Linked DNA regions of Mus musculus: regions 1, 3 and 4 are each linked to region 2. The links are chromatin contacts, called in public Hi-C and promoter capture Hi-C maps. All regions are on one chromosome and are shown on one strand. Each heading gives the region's core, a stretch centred on a gene start, on an enhancer-like site or on the middle of the called end of the contact. The rest is flanking DNA. Distances are from core to core; before and after follow the strand shown. Region 1 has its middle 28 kb from the start of 4921524J17Rik. Region 2 holds the start of Phkb (phosphorylase kinase beta). Region 3 has its middle 45 kb from the start of Gm33687. Region 4 holds the start of Gpt2 (glutamic pyruvate transaminase (alanine aminotransferase) 2).

Evidence for each region. Promoter capture Hi-C pulls out the DNA fragments that hold promoters and counts their contacts. A called contact is a pair of places that touch in the nucleus more often than the background predicts.
Region 1: a contact with region 2 is called in a promoter capture Hi-C map of liver, with 3 times the contacts expected there. The contact joins the enhancer-like site here to the promoter of Phkb in region 2. A contact is called at or near these places in 2 of 39 promoter capture datasets (both in liver), 1 of 15 datasets of contacts at CTCF or cohesin (the NIH/3T3 cell line), 5 of 484 Hi-C or Micro-C datasets (B cells, the Ba/F3 cell line and embryonic stem cells), 1 of 115 datasets of contacts at active chromatin or transcription factors (embryonic stem cells) and 1 of 9 other capture datasets (embryonic stem cells).
Region 3: a contact with region 2 is called in a promoter capture Hi-C map of hippocampal neurons, with 5 times the contacts expected there. The contact joins the enhancer-like site here to the promoter of Phkb in region 2. A contact is called at or near these places in 5 of 39 promoter capture datasets (the 3T3-L1 cell line, the SN4741 cell line, cranial neural crest and 2 more), 1 of 484 Hi-C or Micro-C datasets (ventral hippocampal neurons) and 7 of 115 datasets of contacts at active chromatin or transcription factors (astrocytes, embryonic forebrain, embryonic hindbrain and 4 more).
Region 4: a contact with region 2 is called in a Hi-C map of LSK cells, with 4 times the contacts expected there. The contact joins the promoter of Gpt2 here to the promoter of Phkb in region 2. A contact is called at or near these places in 1 of 39 promoter capture datasets (cranial neural crest), 1 of 484 Hi-C or Micro-C datasets (LSK cells) and 2 of 9 other capture datasets (adipose tissue and macrophages).

What each region holds. Positions count from the first base shown.
Region 1 is chr8:85,458,569-85,463,761 of GRCm38.p6, forward strand. No RefSeq gene overlaps it. Among named protein-coding and RNA genes, the nearest start is that of 4921524J17Rik, 28 kb to the left of the region's middle. Within about 2 kb of position 3,008, at least 11 of the 459 cell types and tissues checked have an H3K27ac peak or open chromatin away from gene starts, as enhancers often do. A contact at or near this core is called in the Ba/F3 cell line and liver, where this site is marked.
Region 2 is chr8:85,837,990-85,843,225 of GRCm38.p6, forward strand. Phkb (phosphorylase kinase beta) reads left to right here and starts at 2,999. Exons shown (of 32, transcript NM_199446.2): 1 at 2,999-3,114; 2 at 5,015-5,123. The coding sequence starts at 5,072. Itfg1 (integrin alpha FG-GAP repeat containing 1) reads right to left here and starts at 2,960. Exons shown (of 18, transcript NM_028007.3): 1 at 2,545-2,960; 2 at 939-1,011. The coding sequence starts at 2,749.
Region 3 is chr8:86,321,674-86,327,005 of GRCm38.p6, forward strand. No RefSeq gene overlaps it. Among named protein-coding and RNA genes, the nearest start is that of Gm33687, 45 kb to the left of the region's middle. Within about 2 kb of position 3,283, at least 23 of the 459 cell types and tissues checked have an H3K27ac peak or open chromatin away from gene starts, as enhancers often do.
Region 4 is chr8:85,490,335-85,495,181 of GRCm38.p6, forward strand. It overlaps Gpt2 (glutamic pyruvate transaminase (alanine aminotransferase) 2), which reads left to right and starts at 2,242. Exons shown (of 12, transcript NM_173866.4): 1 at 2,242-2,355; 2 at 2,571-2,835. The coding sequence starts at 2,593.

The DNA.
Region 1 (5,193 bases), core at 1,758-4,257, 380 kb before region 2:
GCATATGAGGTTCTGCCTGCATATGTGTGCTTGTGCACCGTAGGTGTATGCCTGGCACCCAAGGAGATCAGAAGAAGGCATGTGATCCCTCGGAGTTGCACTTGACTTTTAGCTGCATGTGGTTGCTGGGGACTGAACTCTGGTCCTCTGGAAGAGCAGTCAGTATCCTTGACCACGTCATTTCTCCAGCCCCTGGAATGAAAAAAAAAATATATGTATGTATATATGTGTGTGTGTGTGTGTGTGTGTGTGTGTGTGTGTGTGTGTGTGTGTATGTGTGTGTGTGTATGAATGAAGGATATGGCTCAATGGTTAAGAGCACACACTGCTCCTGCAGGGACCTGGGTTTGACCCCTTTTCGGACTCCACAGGTACCCATACTCACCTGTACGCATGATCACACACACACACACACACACACACACACACACACACACACGTTGTTAATATTCCTGTCCAGTGAGAGGTATAAGCATCTTCCCCTTCTCCAAAGTCCCAACGACAAACCAAGTACAATTCCACCAGAGCTCACCCTGGAGAACGGCTTAGTCCTTTGGACTTACAGAGTATAGCTAAGAAGTTGCCATCAGAAACATGCTTGGCCAAAAAGAAAGAGACCACTGCTCCAGTTAGTGTCTGGACAGAGCAAACCTTTGCTTCTGGTCCAAAGGTTGCTGTACTCACAAACAAAGGGCAAGCACATGGGACAGCAAGTGTGCTTGGTTTTTACTTTAATGTCTGCGGTGACTGCCATTTCCCCATTGGCTAGAGTCTGACCTCACAGTCTTTTGTGATTGGCTAGTTTTAAAAGAACTAGTCAGAGAATATGAAGGATGATGGGGAAGAGCCAGCCAGCCACTTAAGTTCCAAGAATGCTGTAGGACCTTTTTCTTTTAAATAAAAGTGTTATCAGGTATAGAAGTTTTTTTTTTAATGAATAAATGTTTTTTAAAATGGGGGGGGTGTAAAAGATTTTGAATCTTGGTCATAAACCAACGTTTTATAGTATTTAACAGAAAAGAGTAGTGTTTACAGTTTCTTACACTAGTTGCAGTAGTCTGGGTGGTTATACCACAAAAGGCCACACTAGAAAGTCTGTACCCAGCATAAACGACCCACCCACAGCCAGAGAAATGCATGATTCTTCCCTAGTACTTCCCAGCCTGTACGCATTATCTCCTTGAGGCCATGCAGAATTAGGGCAGAATGCACATAACTGTTAGGAGCGTGTGGTTACTCAACTAAGAGTCACATGATCCTCTTCAGCCTTCCTTCTATGAAGGAAAGTCAACAGCCAATAAGCCCAGTTATAATGATCTTCTGCAAGCAGAACCAACTGATCTGATGATGGTGACAGCTTAGCTTAGAGATAGTCCTGCACAAAACACAGACACACAGAGACACACACACACAGACTCACACATACACCACATGCATACATACATATTTATATACACACAACACACATGCATACACACGTACGCATACACACATGCTTACATACACACATGTACACACACATACACACAAATGCACACATGTACATGCACCCATGCATCCACATATATACATACATACACAAACACATGCACACATGCATACAGACACACATGCATGTGCACATGCAATTAGAAGTAAAAATTAAGCTAGAGAGATGGCTCAGCAGGTAAGAGCACGTGCTGCTCTTACAGAGAACCTGTCTTTAATTACCAGTGCCAATATGACAACTCCCAAATATCTGTAGCTCCGTTTCCAGGGTATCCAATGCTCTCTTCTGGCCTTCATGGGCATCAGGCCCATAGGGTACACAGACATAGATGCAGGCAAACCATTCATAAACATAAATTTTTAAATATTTAAGATAACTTTGTAAATTTTTAGATTGTATTAACCTGTGCTTGAGTGTATGTAAGTGCACCACACGCCTGCAAGCGCCCAAGGAGACCAGATGAGGGTGACGAATGCCACAGAGCTAGAGTTGCAGGCACTTGTGAGCCACCTGCAGTGTCTGGGAATTGAACCTGGGTTCTCTGCAAGAGTATTACGTGCTGTTAACTGTGGGGCCATTGCTCCAGCTCCATAAAAATAAATCTAAAACAAACAAACAAAAAACCCACCTGGATAATCAGTCTCTAAAATCCACATTATTCTAGAGGATTAGACTAAGGCACAGTGTAGTGCTGTGGAGTGACTCTCACGTCTCCATTTCAGTAGCCTCGACTCAGGCTCTAATGTATGCTAAGCTGTTGGGAAACATGTTGCAAGTGTGGTTTTAAAGGTCTTCTTGAATATGAAATGTAGGGATAACGAACCAACCCTCCTCCCCCAAATTGGCTGGCCCTGGGAAGTGTTTCCGGTTGGAAACAGCCAGTACATCATCACTTGCAAACACTGAGGCTGGGCAGTAGATGGCAACAGGACCTTGTAGTGTAGTTACTCAGAGTCGCCTCTTAGAGAAAGCCATCAGGTCACTGACTCTGGTGTTCACAGCCCAACTAACGCCAGCTCTCCACTTTCAGAACGCAGCAGCCCTGGGTACTTATTTCAGCATCTTGTGTATTTTGGCCTGCCTGCCCTTAAAGGATCTGAGAAAGCTCTGGTTCTTATCTTGTCTCACCTGCCTGCCTTCAGCATGCCTAGACACACAACCGAACATGCAGGTCAAAGAAAACAGAAAAGAGGAATGGAAGGAAGGAGAGAGGAAGTCGTGGAGAGCCTGAAATTTCTGCCATAGAAAGTAGTGTTTGGCCTGTCCCTCCTCCTGGCTAAATGACCCTAGGTAAGTACTTAGATTGGCTTCCTCCAACATATTTGGACTTAGCAGAGGTATGACATAAGTTGAACTTAACAAAGATATTTAGTTACAAATGACTGAAGCCTTGTGTAAACAAACTTATACCTAATAAAAAGATGGGGAAGTTATTTGATCAACACAACAATCTTTATGTTAGACAGGGCCTCTAGCCTAGGCTGGCCTCCACACTGCCCTCTTGTGTCAGTTTCTGAAGTACTGGGATCACTGACATGGGCAACCACACCCAGTCAGATTAACAGCTTTACAAGGTACCTGAATTCAAACCCAACAAACCCAACTGTTTCCACGCGCATTTTAGGCCTCCCTTAGCCCAGGCGTTGCCTCTGTTCATTCCTTCCCTTTCTCCCAGTCTCCCAAGGAGGAAATGTCTCTCCTTGTAGTTCTGACCAAAATCCCAGGCTTGCCCAGGGTCCAAACTCATCACTAAGTTAACTTCATGGGAGGAAGGAGGCTTGAGGAAAACCATCACACTCAATTTAGTTATACCAAGTGCCCGTTGTTAAAGGGGGGGGGGGGGAGGAGGGAATCACATGGCAGTGAAATCAATCAGCAGAAGCCAGGATGGCGGGGCAGCTAGCTCTCTTTCAACTCTTTCATCTCTTCATCCAGTACACCCTAGTATGTGTTCCTGGAAGCCCTTCCCCTTACACTCTCCACAACACAAAAGGTTTTACTTATCCAGTCTTTGGGTCCTTTCACTACATAGCCTTCTAGCATATGTGCCATTAAAGTATTCATAAGCTCTAAGATGTATAGTATCATATGTAGTTGTTGATCTAGTTTGTGTCTTCCCACTACAGACTTTGTAGTATAGTGATCACAGGTTCCCTACTATTAAGGTCATAGTTCACCATGTCCATATAGGCCTCCAAGATAGCTGCAAAATGGAGGAGTCCCCTTCTCAGCAGGGCTTCCTCGTCTCTGTCCGATCTGATCAGAAGAGCACAACTCCCACATCCTCCACTTGAGGAAAGTCATGTAGTCTTTGGCCAAATTGCAGGTTAAACTTCCTCTCTCTCCTGACAAGAACCTGCCTGGCAAGTTCCTGGAATTCCTTTTCATATAAATGAAGCATTGGCAGCACCTCTGCTCTAGTCAACAATGTTCACCCACCCTGGACATCTCTACCCACTCCCCAAGACCTAGATAGCTCTTCTCCACCCCAAATAAAGTTGAGCTATCTCCCTGAAGCTGATCCTGGAAGTCATTCCATCATACTTGTGGCTGTCTGAACCCTGCCCCACACCTCTGCTCCCCTCCCCCTCCCGGGCTAGTGGCCAATGACATCTGAGGAAGAAGAGGCCCACACACAGGGACAAGGATTAAACATTTCCAGAACCTAGTATAGCAACTGGCATGTAATATGTACTAACTAAATATCTTTAACTCATTTGATAATTATCTATTAGACACCATGGTATCTAATATTAATATTGTCAACTTGACAGCATCTAGAATTACCTACCCAGGAGACAAAACTTTAGGCATAACTGTAAGGGAGTTTTTAGATTGAGTTAATAGAGGTAACTCAGCCTAAATATTGATTGCATCATTCCATGGGCTAGGTGGCACAAGCCTTTAATCAGTGGGACTCAGAGGCAAGTGGATCTCTGAGAGTTCCAGGTCAGCTAAAACTACACAATGAGGCTCTGTCTAAAAACAAAACAAGAACAAAAACAACCAAAAAAAACCCTTATTTTTTTATTTCTTAGTAATTGTGCACAGATTTGCATATAAAAGAACCAGCAATGATTAGCCTCATTAAACAAAGCAATAACAGCAAAAAACTATGTAGAAGCTCATTAAACTAATTTAGTTTCTACTTGTAAAAGGAATCTTTCAAATCTTTAGTAGAATAAATCTATATCACTGACAGTCAAAAATATTAATTTCTTCCAGGTTCAGGAACAGTGTTAGTTATTAGAAATAGATTATGTACAATTGTTTCTCACATAGACAAGGACAAAATACTTATTTTGTCTGGGCAAACAGATATACACAAGGGTTTCAAATAGCAAGGTTGTCCAGATGCCAGATTTTTTTCAGATGTCCTTTTAAATGTGTAAGCTACTGAAAGGTCAGCATTATACTACTTATAATGAAACCTTTTAGGACTGGAGAGATTGCTCAGCACTTAAAAGCAATGGCTTCTCTACCAGAGGGCCCAGGTTCAATTGCCAGCATCCACACAGAGATCTGCAGTCTTCTGTAACTCCAGTTTCAGAGATCCAACAAGGACACTGCAAACATGTGGTGCACAGACATACATGCAGACAAAACAGCCATACACAGAAAAATGTTTTACAGGTTATGAGTGATGATGATGATACTGGTGATGAAAACTTGTCACAGAGGGATTCCCCAAAGCTCACAATTAT
Region 2 (5,236 bases), core at 1,749-4,248:
ATGCTTGGCCCATAGGGAGAGGCACTATTAGGAGGCATGACCTTGCAGGTTTTGAAGTCCCTGATGCTTAAGTTATGTCCTATGTAGCTCACAGTCTCTTTCTGATGCCTGGGGATCAAGATGTAGAACTCTCAGCTCCTCCAGTACCTTGTCTGCCTGCATGCTGCCATGCTTCCTGCCATGATGATAATGGACTTAACCTCTGAAACTGTAAGCCAGCCCCAACTGTTTTCTTTATAAGAGTTGCCATGGTCATAATGTCTCTTCACAGCAATGAAACTCTAACTAAGGCAGCTTGATTACAATTGTCAAGATCAGTATTTAAAAAACCTCACCATTTGATCAAAAGAGAAAACAAACAAACAGGACAGAGGTCATTGATCTTTCTCCCATATGTAAAACATCTTTAAGATGATGAGATTTTTATGAGTGATCTGCTTCCACGGGAACAATCAGGACGAGACATAGTACATTCGAGAAAGCATATTAGATTGCAAGGGACTGTAGAATGTTTATATAGAACAGACCCGGAGCCAACAAAAGGTATTTTTATTAAGGGGGGTATTTTTAAATTTTATTTTCAATATTTCCTTTTTTAAAATTATATTTTAATTGTATGTTAGTGGGGTATGTGTGTGTTCAGGCTGATACCACAGTGTGTAAATGGAGGTGAGAGGACAGTTTATAGAAGTCGGTTTTCTTCTTCCACCATGAGGATTCTGGGTATCTACCTTAGGTTATGAGACTTGGATTTAGGTGCCAACTCACCAGGCCTCCCAGGTTTAATTAATTAATTTATTTAGTTTCAAAACACTGTTTTCTACGCAGACCTCAGAACTAGGAATTTTGTGTCACAAACCACAGCTGAACACGACTGATCTCAAATACAACCCACACGACTGCATATTCATATAATAAGAAGAATATTATATACTTACTTCAGGGATACCTTTACCTTGGGTTTAAAATAGGGTGCACTCTGATCTGCCAAGAAGACAATTAAGTCATTTCCTAAAAGAAACAAATAAGTTATTTTAGAAAAAATGGTTTTTGGAAAATCATTCGATCAGTGCTTAAAAACTTCCTGGGTACTGTTTCTATAAGAAAGCTTTTACTCTGACCTAGTCAGACAGCACTGCCAAGAATACTCATACAAATCTAATGGAACATGGAAAAGAAAAGTATGGAAAAGGATACTTGTTCAAGGCAATGTGACGCCATGGGATTCAATTAAGGGCCAGGTGGCATAATTCAAAAGAAGCATCCATATAAAGAGCACACCTTAAACTATACTGTTGTATACTGAGTATGAGACCCAAGTTTGATCTGCAGCAATACAGAAAACACCCCCCCCCCCCCACACACACCCTTATTTATACTGTGCTACTGTTAAGTCTTGTGTTTTCCACATCCAATCAGGTCTCCCTCATAGGCTGTTATCATCATACCAAGGATCCAGGAATTCCTACTAAAACATCTACTCACAAGTTACAAGGATATAAGTCAACACATAAGCAGAAAAAGCAGAGCCCTCCACACTTCCCCCTTTGCTTCCACATGGATGGGTCAATTAATGTTCATTGGGACAGACTTTCAGAAACGCTTAATCAAGCACAGGATATCTTCAATGTCTCTGTATCTAGTTTGGATAGATTAGCTACAGACTTTGAGTATTCTTGCAATGTGGGTAATCATTCAAATAGAGGAAAAACCATCCAGGTCTTATAAGAGGTTCTGGGGTCCTGGAAAGAGCACTCAAAAGACCTTGTCAGGATCCTGCCAGTCAGCTTTGTAGGGGCTTTAAACTTTATTCATGGCCTTGGTCCTTAACCACCAACCGATGCACTTGGTCAGCATCAGACATTTTTTCTTTTAAGGCTTAATGTGGTTAATGAACTTTCAATGGCAAGTTGGATGAAGACTATAGCAGTACTCAAGATGAGGAGGGGCCAGATGTACACTAAGCTAAGGCACCTTATGCTGGAGAAGTCTGAAGTTTGAGAATGTATGACCAAGGAGGCACTGCGTTTATCAGCAGTTAACAACAACAGAGGCTGGTGTGAGTGGTGGAGAATTTGGTGCCTGAGGAAGGCACAGTGCCTTTAAAGATCTTAACACAAGGAAGGGCAGAATTAGTAGGAGGTGAAGGCAGAACATCTCTCACAAGAAACTGTCAGCTTGCATGTTTTCTCATCAAAGGGGGTGGAAGATTGGAAAAAAGACGGGAAAGCAAATGCTTAGACCAGAAACCAAGGTTCTTAGAAATCTGGAAGACCTTTGGCAGGCAGGTGATCATTCGCCATATGAAGGCTAGAGGTTTCTAGATGAAGGGAGGTTGGTGTGTTCTTAAGGGTTGGGCTGATGGTCAAGCCGCGGGGTTACTGAGTTAGGACCGAGGGTTGATAAAAACAGGGGAAAGCTGTCCCTGTGCTGAAGATAAAGGGAGAGCCAGAAGACTGGGAAATGCAAGAGGTAGGGTAACAGGAATCAGGGGGCGTGGGTACACCGGGAGGGGCAGACAGAGGAGGGCCGGCAAGCACTGACTTTCCCGCAGCACGAAGAGGTCCGTCTGTTTGTCGGAGTTGAGGTCACCGAAGGCCGCCAGGGTGCCCCAGGCCTCAGCCCCAAAGAGCTCGGCCGTGACGTTGTGCAGAGCCCGCGCCGGGGCAGGCCCAACGCTCAGCAGCGCGAGCCCCAAGAACAGCGGGGCCAGCACCGCCCTGGCGCTAGGAAGCCGGCCTGCCGCCATGGCGCCTTCGGCCCGGCCGGCCTCCGCCGCGCTTGACGGCAGCCGCAAAGCACCGTGCGACTGACCGGCCGACCGAGAAAAGACTCGGGGTGCGGCCTCACGGGCAGCCCCTCGCTGCACTCTCACGCTGCCCTGGGGCTGTTTCTCCGACGACCAAGACGCCGAGGAGCTAGGGCGGCGTCTGCCCGGGAACTCACTTCCGGCTGTCGTGCCTCCCGACAGTGTCGCGCGAGGGGGCGGGGCCGGGCCGGCCTCGCTGACTGGCAGCTGGGGTGGTGGGCACTGTGCGATGGCGGGGGCTGAGGGACTCATGGCTGAAGTAAGCTGGAAGCTCTTGGAACGAAGAGCCCGGGCCAAGCGCTCAGGTTTGACTGCCTGTGACCACAACCTTCCCCCTCCTGGGTACAGGGGGTGGTGCTCCTCCGCAAGTCCCCTGGAGGGAGGCAGGTGGGATCTGTCCTGGGGATCAACTTGCTTCCTTAAGTTGGCTCCAGAAAGCAATAGGTTTCTCTTGCTGCCCTGCTCTTGTCCATCTTGGTCCCCATTCCCCAATCCCTGCACTTCCCCCATTTAGATAACGTCTGTCTTTCTCCCCCAAGTTATTTCCTCTCCAAAGTTAGTGATAAGCTGACTTCTCCAGAAACTTTGCCGAGTAAGTCAGCTAGTGACAAGTTCTTTGGAACCTGAACGCTCTTGCTCTGCAAAAAGTAGACCTCCATTTTTAGTGAGGTCCTAAAGAGCTGGCGACTACTTTTGTCTCATATGCCCCCTTCACATTCCTCAGTAATTTTTAGCTGCAGCCAGTTCTGTGTGTCAGAAATTGAGGAAGACGGTTTGTGCCACAAGTTAAGTTAGTGTACAGTTATGACTCAGAATGAAATTGGCCCCTTCCCTAGCCAAATGGTCCCACCACCTGTAGCTTCTAGTTGTGGTTCCCAACCACGGAGATTAAAAAGCCAGCAGTCCGAGTGTCCTGAACTGACTTGTTCAAATTGCAAAGTCACACTGGCGTTTTAAAAGTTAGTACTCCTGATTAATAACTTTCCAGAGAGCCAGCAGTGAAACTGCCACTTTTGAAATTGGATACAATCTTGGGGGAAAAAATGTGTCCTTAAACACGAGAGGTGGGGGACAAGAAATGTTCAACCAAGAACCTTTCCCTTGTCAAAGATTGACGAAAGATTGTAGAAAAGTACTGTATTTGTTAAAGTATTGCCAATTTCATTCCATTTGAAATCTTAAAATTTTTGTGTGTTTATTTACTTAGGACTTAGGGTTGTAATGGAACAAACACATGAAAAGTAAGAGAAATTTTTAGAAAGCAGTTGACTCAAGTTCAGAGTCAGTAGAATTATTTGAAACAGTTGTAGGGATATTTGTTGCTTATATTTTCTTTTATTGTGTCATATAGAAATTTTGAGTTGGTTATTAACACTGTTGCTGTGGGAATAGAAAAAGTGCTATTAGGTTGTTCTGGGCAAAGAGAATAACTAGTCTTTTGCCAGGGTCTTTAACCGTCCTCTCAACCCCCAACATGTATTTTTGCAACACAGTTTTGCAACATAGTAATCCTATAGGGTCTATTTTCTCTTCAAGTCTTTATTTTACTCAAATATATGTCACAACAGCAAGTGTTGAAAACCGTATTTTTCTTAATAGGGTAAATTCTGCTTAACTATTGTTGAATGCAGTTTCTTAAACCTAGTCTCAGCCATAGTAGATACTATCCAAATTTACTGTATGTTTACATAAGAGTAAAGTGCAGATAGAAGTGGAAAAAAAAAAAGATAGTAGTTGAGGCAAATCTTAGTAGTTATGTTTGCAGTTTCTACTATTTTTGATTCCGAAAAATACAGACACTAAACCTTGAGCCATATTATTTACTTCCTGCTTATTATAAAGTGTTAACTTGATTCTGTTTACAACTTTTAACTGTGTAAACAGCCTTGTTTGAAACATGAATTGACCTGTTTCTGGGACAGGCTCCTCTTTGGAGTTATAAGCATTGTTACATAGTAGCATTAACAACTTAAAGAACAATAAAGGATACTATTAATTGAATGTGTCTTAGTAAGTGGATATTATGTTTCTGTCTTTTCATGTATGCAAACTTAATTTACCAAATAAAGGAAATCAAATTCTTGAGTCATAAAAGACAAACTAAAATTATATAATGATCTTTAATTGTCTTTTGCACATTGCATCATGCTAATAACTGCTCATACATTAATCTAATGCTGATTGCTTCTAACCTTCACTAAACAGTTTTAAAATTGGTGTAGTTTAGCGTGCAACGCTTATGATAAGAATCAACAGTTTGAAATGGCCAACTCACCTGATGCAGCCTTCTCTTCACCTGCTTTGTTAAGGTCTGGTAAGTGTATAGACCCCAAAAGGGTCAACCGACAATTTTATATTTGTTGTTTTCAAGGTTAATGTTACTATATGGTATTTTTTGTTTCTTTTATGTCCCCTTTGGTGGACCCA
Region 3 (5,332 bases), core at 2,033-4,532, 480 kb after region 2:
ACCCATCTATCACAGTCCCTGCCCCTCTAAGTATATGTGTCTCACTATATTGTCCAGGGTATATATAGTAAACTCCCGGACTCAAGTAATCCTGTCTAGGCCTTCAGAGTAGCTGAAACTGTAGGCATGTGCCATTGTACCTGGTAAAGTCTGCAGTTTCAAAATACCTTTATATTTCACGAGCAATTGCTATAATTTAGATGAATCTTCCCCAAAGATCCATGGGTTGAAAACTTAATCACCAACCTGTGGCAGTACTGGGAGGGAGAGGAACGTTCCAGAAGCAGCACCTAGTGGAAGGACTGTAGCTCCTTGGAGCATGCCTTCAAAGAGGGCACTGAGACCCCAGAGAGTCAGTCAGCCCCCCACCCCCGACCTCCCTCCCTCCATTTCCTTTTCTAGTTGCTATGAAGTGAGCAACTTCCTTTCTTGTGCCCTCCCATACCATGTCACCTCAGACCTCAAATTGATGAGACCAAGCAATCATGGACCTCGGAAATCATGAACCTGACTAAACCTTTCTTCTTGACTATCTTGTATGTTCTGCTCACAGACATATTAATATTAACATGCCAAAGTGCCCAAGAGGCTATCAACAAAGCAAGTGGGGTTGCCATAGTTGACTGGCTTGTCATTTGCTCTCTACCCTACCCAGATGCCTCTTGTGCTCAGAAAGCAGAGGAGTCACCACAGCAACTCCTAGGCAACAGACATCATGCAGCAATTGGAGGGAGAGTAACCGGTGTCTACCTTCTAATTTTTAGCAGTCAATGTATAAGACACTTAATTTGCTTTAATGGGTTATGTTTTAGAAGCAGTTTATGCAAATAAATTGTTATATTACAGGAATACAAATGCACAGCTCATAACTGTTCTGTTATCGTTAGTCACACACAAGAGAACATGACACAAAGTAGGTATTTTGTCTCTTGGAAACAAAAAGAGCTTTGAAAGAACAAAAGATTACACATCAGTTCTTTGGGGAGGAAAATGCCTGCCAAATGGAGGGTATCCTACAGAACAGAATGGGAGACAAGGCCAGCCAGCCTCACTCCAGATTTCTACTCACACAATGAAACCACACATTTGTTATTTGGAAAGAGAATCCTATTTGCATGTTTACTTGAGAGGAGAAGAAACCATTGCTAATACATGAGAACACAAGCCAAAAAGAAAATAAAAGCAGGTCTCATATTATTCCTTGGGTCTGACTACTAGTTATAATAATGCTTGAGGGGGAAGGCCCAGAGGTAGTTTGCTGCAGAGCATTGGCTGAGACGTTTATATTGCTCTTCCTTTAAAAAATTGAAGAACTGTTACAATGCGAGTGTGCATGTATACACACAGACCACAGTGCACATGTGGAGGCTGAAGGATAACCTTGGGAAGTTGGTTCTTGCCTTTACTTTGCTGAGACAGGGCCTCTCTTGTCTTTGCGAGTCTGCATACTGCAGGCTAGGCAGTCCAAGAGCTTTCCCGTGATTCCACACCCCATCCCACCACAGGAGTGTTGGAATTGCAGTTGTGAGCCAGTGCATTCACAAGCCCGTGTGTGTGTGTGTGTGTGTGTGTGTGTGTGTGTGTGTGTGTGTGTGTTTACACATAGGTGCAGGGGCCCTGGAGGCCAGAAGAGAGCATCAAATAGCCAGAAATATGGGTGGTTGATGCCTTTTTATAAATTCCAGGGATAGAACTCAGGTAATCAGGCTTGACTAGAGAACGTGTTTACCTCTTAGCCATTTTGTGAGCCTCCCTCTTTAAAATTTTCTTTTCCAGTGCTTTGAACTCAGGTCTCATACCCATGTGAGGCAAATGCTCTACCACTGGGCCACAGGACAGACTTACACAGTTTTTCTAGTAGGTGGGACAGAATGGTTGACTATTCCAAGATGGAGAAATTCAAAAGAAGTCAAAATAAGTTAAGAAGGGAAAGGCAAGAGGGTGATTGTCACTGTGTGACTCAAACCCTTCAAAATGGCTCCTTTACTAACGTCCTTTTTTCTGTAAGTGCTTGTAAAAAAACAAAAACAAAACAAAAACAAAACAGGAAATTATTTGTTCTCTCCTATATGATCACTGACTCTTTTTGCTAAACATAGTCGTGTTTAGAGAAGACCTGAGCTCTCACGTCCTAGCAAGAGAACTGAAGCCACTAAAAGTCACTGATTAGAATGAATGGAGGCCTGGGGCAGCTGTTGCCACAAAGCCTATTCTCTTCCTGGGGCTGGAGCTTCTAAGGTAAAGTTATTTTTTCCTTGTTCCAGGGGACACCATCTTGTTCCTCTCAGGACTCCCTCTCCTAGCAGAGCAGAATGAGATCTACAAAAAAAAAGGAGAGTCAAACAGCAATAGCTCTGACAGAGACTAAAGTCCCAGTTCTGCTGTGAGACCTTAGATAAGATAATTACTTCTATGTCACCGTTTCCTCGTCTATAAATCAGGGTGATAATATTCATCAGGCTCCTTGTGTAGTTACTGAATCTACCTGCTCACAAACAAAGAAACACAAAGCACCTACTCACAGTGTGGTCCCAGGCCTGAGATCAGTACCTGACTGGGGCTGACAGTGGTTGCCCTTGGCAGCATCCTAACTTCCTGTACAGCTTCTACTAGGAGACAGACTTTTAAAAAATTATTTTGTAAAATTTTCTATTAATTTCCAGATCCTACATTATTCATGTTTTCTATTCAGGTCCTAAATATTGGCTTTCTTTTTCACATCTTTTTTTTTCAGCCACTATTTAAGAACAAGACAGTTTTCTTTATAGTCTACTGTGGTATTGCTCATCAGTGTTTTCCTGACAAGCATGCTCATTTGTCATTTGAGACAAGGTCTCACTATGCAGATTAGCTAGCATAAAACTTCCCACCCCTTCTGTTTCAGCCTTCTGAGCCACATACCCAACTCCATTTTCTTTTTCCTCAGCAGGCCTCCACATCTCTCAGCTGTCTGTGTCGGATTTTGTGTCTGTTTGCATTTCAGAGAGCCTTCTAGCTTGGTGCCTGCCACCTTCTGCTGAACTATTATTCATCCAAGGAGGCTAACATCTTTGCATCCATCTATGGATGTGTGATTCTTGCTTTGCACAGGGATGCCCACCCCCGGAGGTAGCACTGAGGTATTGATTTCTTCTCCTAGTCATTTAACATTCCCACAAACGCTCTGAAAGAGCAATTTACAAATGATTGCGAAAGTGCTTTGGAGAATCTGAGAATGTGTTTGACTGACAATTCTGCATCTTCCACCAGGGCTTGAGTCACATGCACATTCTCTCCTGAGGAGGTTTTGAACTCCCACTGAAAATCCTGTTTGCCAGGCAACCACATCCCTGCCTGTGTAGACTGCATGGCTCCTTTTCTGACCTCTCTCTGGAGGTGGCTGGAAATGATTTTTGCCAGAGCCTTGCTCCAGGTTAGCCCCACTCCTGGAGAAGAGACTGGCTAAGCCACCACCCTGAAGCCAGCACCGGGTGCTTATTTGTAGGTCATCAACACAGTGGGCAGACTCGGCTCTCCTGACTCTACCTGCCAGGCCCAGCGATTCATGAGCCTTCTAGGGCAGAAGCCAGGAGGCTCGGAGCAAAGCTGCCATCAGACTGTGTATTTCAAGGTTATTTATTAGTTCTTTGCTTGCAAGCCTAGCCAGCTCTCCACCAGGCAATTTGCTGTATGCAGCCTGCCACTGAGGTGCAATTTGGAGACGCAGAGACGCAGAGACGTCTGAGTGATTTTCCATTCTCTGGTGACAGTGTTATCATGGTGAAGAGAGAGGAGGGCAGCTTGCTGTGTTAATGACTGTTTCCCATTTTCAGAGGTTCTGGGGGCCCCAGGGTGCACAGCACGGGACCGTTGCCAGGTTCCAGGGAACTCTCCTAGGGTCCCCCTTCGGAGGAAGCAACCCTAATGGTTTTCTTTGCAAATCCTTCTTCCCACTCCTCACCTGTCAGTGTTGCAGAGCACTGTTAGACTGGGTATTGACAAACTCTGCAGAGTGTAAGATCTCCCTAGTCAACACTGCAGGATGGAGAGGTGAGAACAGCATCTGTTCAGATGATCCCTAAAGTCTCTGCCTGCCACCCATGGTCCCTATTTCCAGTGCCCAGGTCAAACTAGTCCCATTCATGTCTCCTGAACTCTTCTTTCTATCCTTTTTGGGACCCTAAGAAACTTCCTAGCCCAGGATACCCCTCCTTTGCCTTTTGCTGTAGAAGTGGTGCTAAGGCTCAAACCTAACTCACTGTCCATTTTGGAAAGTGTTTGAACACAGAGCCATACCCACAGTCTTTGAAAATTCTTTGTTTTAAGGACAGACCCCAGAATGACTGTGTAGCCAATGTGTCCAAATTCCTGGTCCTACTCTCTCTACCTCTCAAGTACTAAGATGACAGACATATGTCATCGTGCCCAGACAGCCCAAGGTTTTATGAAGCAGGACCTCTCGCTGTAGCACAAACTTGCCTCAAACTCACTATCCTCTGGTCTTAGCCTCAAAGTTCTGAGAGATTCTAGGTGCATGCTAATAGCCATGTGTGTCTCTTCTTCCTCTTTGTGATGTGTCCTCAGAGGAACTCTGGTTTCTAACCCAGCCTAGAAGCCCTCAGAATACCCATTTGCTTCCTTCATAGCTTTCTGGTGCTCCAGGTTTGTAAAAGTGTCTTGTTCCCCCAGCGACTTCACAAGCCTGTGAGGTTCCTAGGCAGGTAGGGTTACCTCTGACACAATGCGTCTGTCTGCAGGGGCTGTGTTTTGTTCATTCTGACTGTAAGCGACTGTCCCAGGGGCTGGGATGGGCTGCACACATGTGCTCACTTGAAGATGATCTTTCTTTCTCCAGGTCACCCCAGAAAGCGTGGGAAGGGGTGCTGCTCCACATGAGTCTGTAAACTTAGGAAGGAGAAAGAACACAGTCTCTTTACAGGTTTTCTTCTTGGCATGGTGTGTGTGTGTGTGTGTGTGTGTGTGTGTGTGTGTGTGTGTGTGTGTGTGTAGCCATTAGGAATCAGCACAGAACTCAGCTGAATTTTAATGGTTGCCATTTCCATAGGTCCTCAGACTGAAGAACAAGCTGATTGTTCAGAGATGAAGTGTGGAAATGGCAACACTGAAGATAATTTAAAATAGCAAACTGGGTAAAATCTGAAGTTCTGAAAAGCAGTCATTCCCCCCCCTGAGAAGAATGTTACTAAAAACACAGACCTAAACGTCTTAACTTTTTAAATTTTTTTTTTTTGATTGTAAGAATCCTTTGACTCTCAATGTCTTCTCCTATCTGATCCTAACACCAGGCATTCTGGGAGCCTGGAAGGGTTTGAGCTGCATCTAATGTATTCAT
Region 4 (4,847 bases), core at 992-3,491, 350 kb before region 2:
TCCAAGTTCTGCCAAGTCCCACCAGAACTTTCTCCTCAGTTGCTCATGGTAGGTACTGCTGCCTCCATTTCACACATGAGGAGGACAGTGACATGCTTGAAGTCAGGTGACTCAAAAGTGGTTGTGTGCAATTATTCTCAGCCCACCACCACCTCAATTTCCTGCTTCTGTCTCCCCTATACTGCCTCTCCCCTACACTGAATAAATAGTGTCTCCTTTTCCCAAGTTTCATAAGACAAATGTGTTTGTTGCGACTGTGCAAACTCTGGGCTGTTTGGCCTCAAAACTCCCAGAATTACAAAATGTTCAAGACACCAAGGGAAAAAGGAGGCCATTTAACTCAATTTATTTTGCAGATAGGGAGTCTGAGGCAGAGGGAAGGAAATCAACTCCATCATGTCCTCCATCATGTCTTCCATCATGTCCTTCATCATGTCCTCCATCATGTCCTCCATCATGTCCTCCTTGCAGAAGTTTGTGGCTCAGCCTGTTAGCTTACATTTCTTTCTTTTTTATTTTTTTTAAGGAATTTTTTAAAAAAAGATTTATTTATTTTATTTTATTTATATGAGTACACTGTAGCTGTCTTCAGACACACCAGAAGAGGGCATCAGATCCCATTACAGATGGTTGTGAGCCACCATGTGGTTGCCAGGAATTGACCTCTGGAAGAGCAGTTGGTGCTTTTTTTTTTGGTTTTGGTTTTGGTTTTTGAGACAGGGTTTCTCTGTATAGCCCTGGCTGTCCTGGAACTCACTCTGTAGACCAGGCTGGCCTCGAACTCAGAAATCCCCCTGCCTCTGCCTCCCGAGTGCTGGGATTAAAGGTGTGCACCACCACGCCGGGCACAGTTGGTGCTCTTAACCGCTGAGCCATCTCTCCAGCCCCCTAGCTTACATTTCTACCTTTGCACCAATTGCACACTCAACCTAGTCTTGTCCCAAGCTTGCTCCGTGTAGTGGCTATTCCTGGTTTTCAGCTTGACTATATCTGGAATGAACTGCAATCCAGAATTAGAAGGCTCTCTGAGGCATAGTGGGTATGAATCCCAGAAGATTAAGACAGGGAGATCTCTGAGTTCATTGTTATCTGGGATTAAAGGTGTGTGCCATCACACCTTTAATCTGGACTATGCCTTCTGCTGGAGACCTACATAAGGACATCGGAAGAAGGAAGATTCACTCTTCTTTGCCTGCTTACCATGTGGGACTGAGCAACTGCTAGATCCTTGGACTTCCATTCACAGCTGCTGCTGACCATTGATGGGGAGTTGGACTACAGAATGTATGCCATCAACAAATTCCTTTACTATATAGAGACAACTATATAGCTGTTGTTTACTGTATAGTTCTGTGACTCTAGAGAACTCTTTCTAATACACTCCGCATGTGCAAAATGCATGTGTGGAGGGATCTACTGGCTGGATACTTTTGCCCAAAGTAATTGCCACCATGTTCTGTGTAGTCAACAAATATTTACTAAGTGCCTATATAGTGTTAGAGATGTTGTGAAATCAACGGACAGAAACAAAACAAAACAAAATAAAAACATTGTTTTTATCCTTCTGAGTCCTCTAGAAGTATCTAAATGAGGTAAATTTTAGATGCTAGGAAGGCTAGAAAGAAAATAAAATGGATACAATGGATGTGAGGTGGGCCTTCGGATAGAGAGGTGATGCAAAACTGTAGCACTTGGTGTGTGGTCCCTTCCTACAACCTCCCTACCCCCATCCCCCCACCCCACCCTCCCCATACACAGATTTTTGCTAACAAGAACGTTGATTCTGAGAAGGAGACTGGGTGGCATATCAAGTTTCAGTGGCCCTACTTCCTAACCAGCTGCCCCTGAGTGGCTAGGAGAACCATATGGCTGGGATGATGAAACTCAAGGCGAAGAGTGCATCACCACGCATCCCACGTCACTGTAGGTGTCCCGAGGTGAGGGTGAAGGGAGGCGGGGTGTGCATCTAGGGAGAAGCAGCCAAGTAGCAAATAAAAAATTCCAAAAGCCTCTGGAAAGGACAGTCGCTGCCTTAAAGTAGGGATTCTCTGTCACCAAGACCCCGCCCAGACGACCGCTCCCCACCCCCCGCCCAGCCCAGTCTGGCCTGCGCCAGGCTTTAGAGGACTTGTAGTTTATCCGGTTCATCACTGCAGTGTTGATACGGTCAAGACAACTACAAGACCCAGAAGTCAGCGCGCAGGCCCGAGGCGGAGTCGGCGGCGGTGGGTGTGCGAATACAGGGAGCCAGGAGGTGCTGGTGCCAGGCGCCAGGATGCGGTGGCCGGCCACCGGGTTTGGGAGCAGCCCAGGCTCACCTTAACCGGAGCGGTGCGGACGGTCCCGCGGCGACAGGCACGTTGCATACCCACATTAGGCGCAGCTCCGGCAACCTAGCGGTGTAGCGTCTTGGTGCTGCAGTGGCAGGGTGCAAGGTCCCAGTAACCAGAGGGTGGGAATACAGCCCTGGAGCTAGGCTGGCGCTGCCGGCCGAGAGCCTTGGGTTCTTGGGGGACTGGTGTCCACCTGGGGCTGTGCGTGACGTCTTGCTCTCCTTCTTTCTGGGCCAGGGCTAATCTCGGCAGGTTCGCGATGCAGCGGGCAGCGGTGCTGGTGCGGCGGGGCTCCTGCCCCCGCGCCTCGGGCCCCTGGGGCCGTAGTCACAGCAGCGCTGCAGCCGAAGCCTCGGCGGCGCTCAAGGTGCGACCGGAGCGCAGCCCTCGAGACCGCATCCTCACCCTGGAGTCCATGAACCCGCAGGTGAAGGCGGTGGAGTACGCTGTGCGGGGACCCATCGTGCTCAAAGCCGGCGAGATCGAGATGGAGCTGCAGCGGGTGAGCGCAGGGCCTGCGGGGGGCGAGGCCAGGGGGCGTTCATGGCGGGAAGAACTGTGGCAAGCTACTTTGGGGTCCTCCTGAAGGACCTCCAACCCTCCGAAACCCCCCACCCCCTCGGCTTTCAGCTTCTTCTTTGTGCCATTTTTGGCTAAAGCGAGAGAACGCCCCCTCTCTCTCCCGTCACCCACCAGTGCCCCGCATCTGGCACAAAGTGAGGCCTTCGACGGTTCACTTGTTGAATTGTGCCCAGTTATTGAGCGGCCTCTGCTGCCAGGCACTGCGTGTTCCCTAAGTGCCCTACCCTCGTGGATCCCTTGGAAGGGGGAAAACAAGCAAATATAGAAGTGAGAGTTTCAGATAGAGAATAAGTAAGTTCTTTGAAGTGAGACGAAGGGGCTGGGGGGGGGGGTGGCGAGGTGAAAACCCTGTTAAGTAGGAGCGGAGGGAGGAAGGAAGACTGTGTGACTGGCTGGTTTGTTCCCGAACCCTTTTTTCTGGCAGAGGCCTGCTGGGTGTTTGCCAGCCACAGTGGCTTGACAAGACCGGGACTCTGGAAAAGAGATGGGTAGAATTCCTTATTTTGTACCCCGAGAACCTTTGATTGCTATAGTGGGAGAGTTGGGTCCTTATGACCTTAATGAGGTGAACCTGGGACTTCATCTTGGTGATACCAGCCAGGGAGGCTGGCTTGAACTTAGCTGTGTCTCCCTGTCCCAACTAGGGTGGTTTGGCCGTATGTGAAACCAAGTTCTTTGTTCTGGGGCCAAGGTCTGACTATGTAGCCCAGGTTGTCCTCGACTCCACATCCTCCTACCTGCACCTGCTATGCGTCGGGGTTTACAGGCATCCAGGCACAGAACACAATGCCCTGCTAAGATACTGGGTTTTAAACTGGGTGAGATTTGGAAGGCAGAGTCAAGAGGGAACATCACTACTAAGATTAAAAAGAAAACGTTAGCTGGGTGGTGGTGGCACATGTTTTTAATTTTAGCACTTGGGAGGCTAAAGACAGGCAGATCTCTGTGAGCTCTAGGCCAGCCTAGTCTGCAGAGTGAGTTCCAGGACAGCTAGGGCTACACAGAGAAAGCCTGTCTGGAAAAATCTTAGGAAGAAGGGAAAGAAGGAAGGAAGGAAGGAAGGAAGGAAGGAAGGAAGGAAGGAAGAAAGAAGGGAAGGAGAGAAAGAGAAAGAAGAAAAAGGTCACCAGATCATTCTGATTCAAGATGTGGATGGATGGGAGGGTTTCTTGATTTTGTTTCCATACTCAGCAGATCCCAGTGTCTGCAGAGTAGCATGGTCACTCAGTATCCTTGAGTATGTAAGAAGAACTCTTAGAATCTCTCTCTTCTTTCCATTGGAATTTTTTATGAAGCCTACCTACATCAGATACCCAATTCTACTAAAAACGCTGTGTCGGATCCATCAGTGTCTATTGCTGACTCTTTGCAGGGCTGAGTTTATTTATTTATTTTTTTAGATTTGTTTTTATTATTTTAAAATATGTATATGTGTGTAGTTATGTGCACATAAGTGCAGGTGCCCATGGAGACCAGAGAAGTTTCTTGGTGGTACAAGCTTAGGCAGGTCGATTTCTGAGTTCAAGGTCAGCCTGTTCTACAGCTACACAGAGAAACCCTGTCTCCAAAAACCAAACCAAGCAAAGCAAATCAAGAGTTGGATCTTCTTGGAGCCGAAGTTCCAGGTGCTTGTGAGCCGCCTGATGTGGGAACTGAACTGGATTCCTCTGCTACTAACCTTCCACCATCTCTCCTGCCCACTGGGCTGTTTAAAGGTTGGCCCAGAGAAGGCTGGCTCCGTTTTTTTGTGCCTGACACACTGGTGGGCTAGAGACATAGAGCCTGTGCATTTCTTTTTCAAACTTTGATATCTGGGAGGCTGCAGCTGTCTCTTCTCAGGACAACAGTCTTCCTGCTAAAACAAAGCCAGGCTGAAAGTGTTCCCTGTTCTGCCCCACCACAGTTGGTTTCTCTGCATCCAGAGCTGGGAGA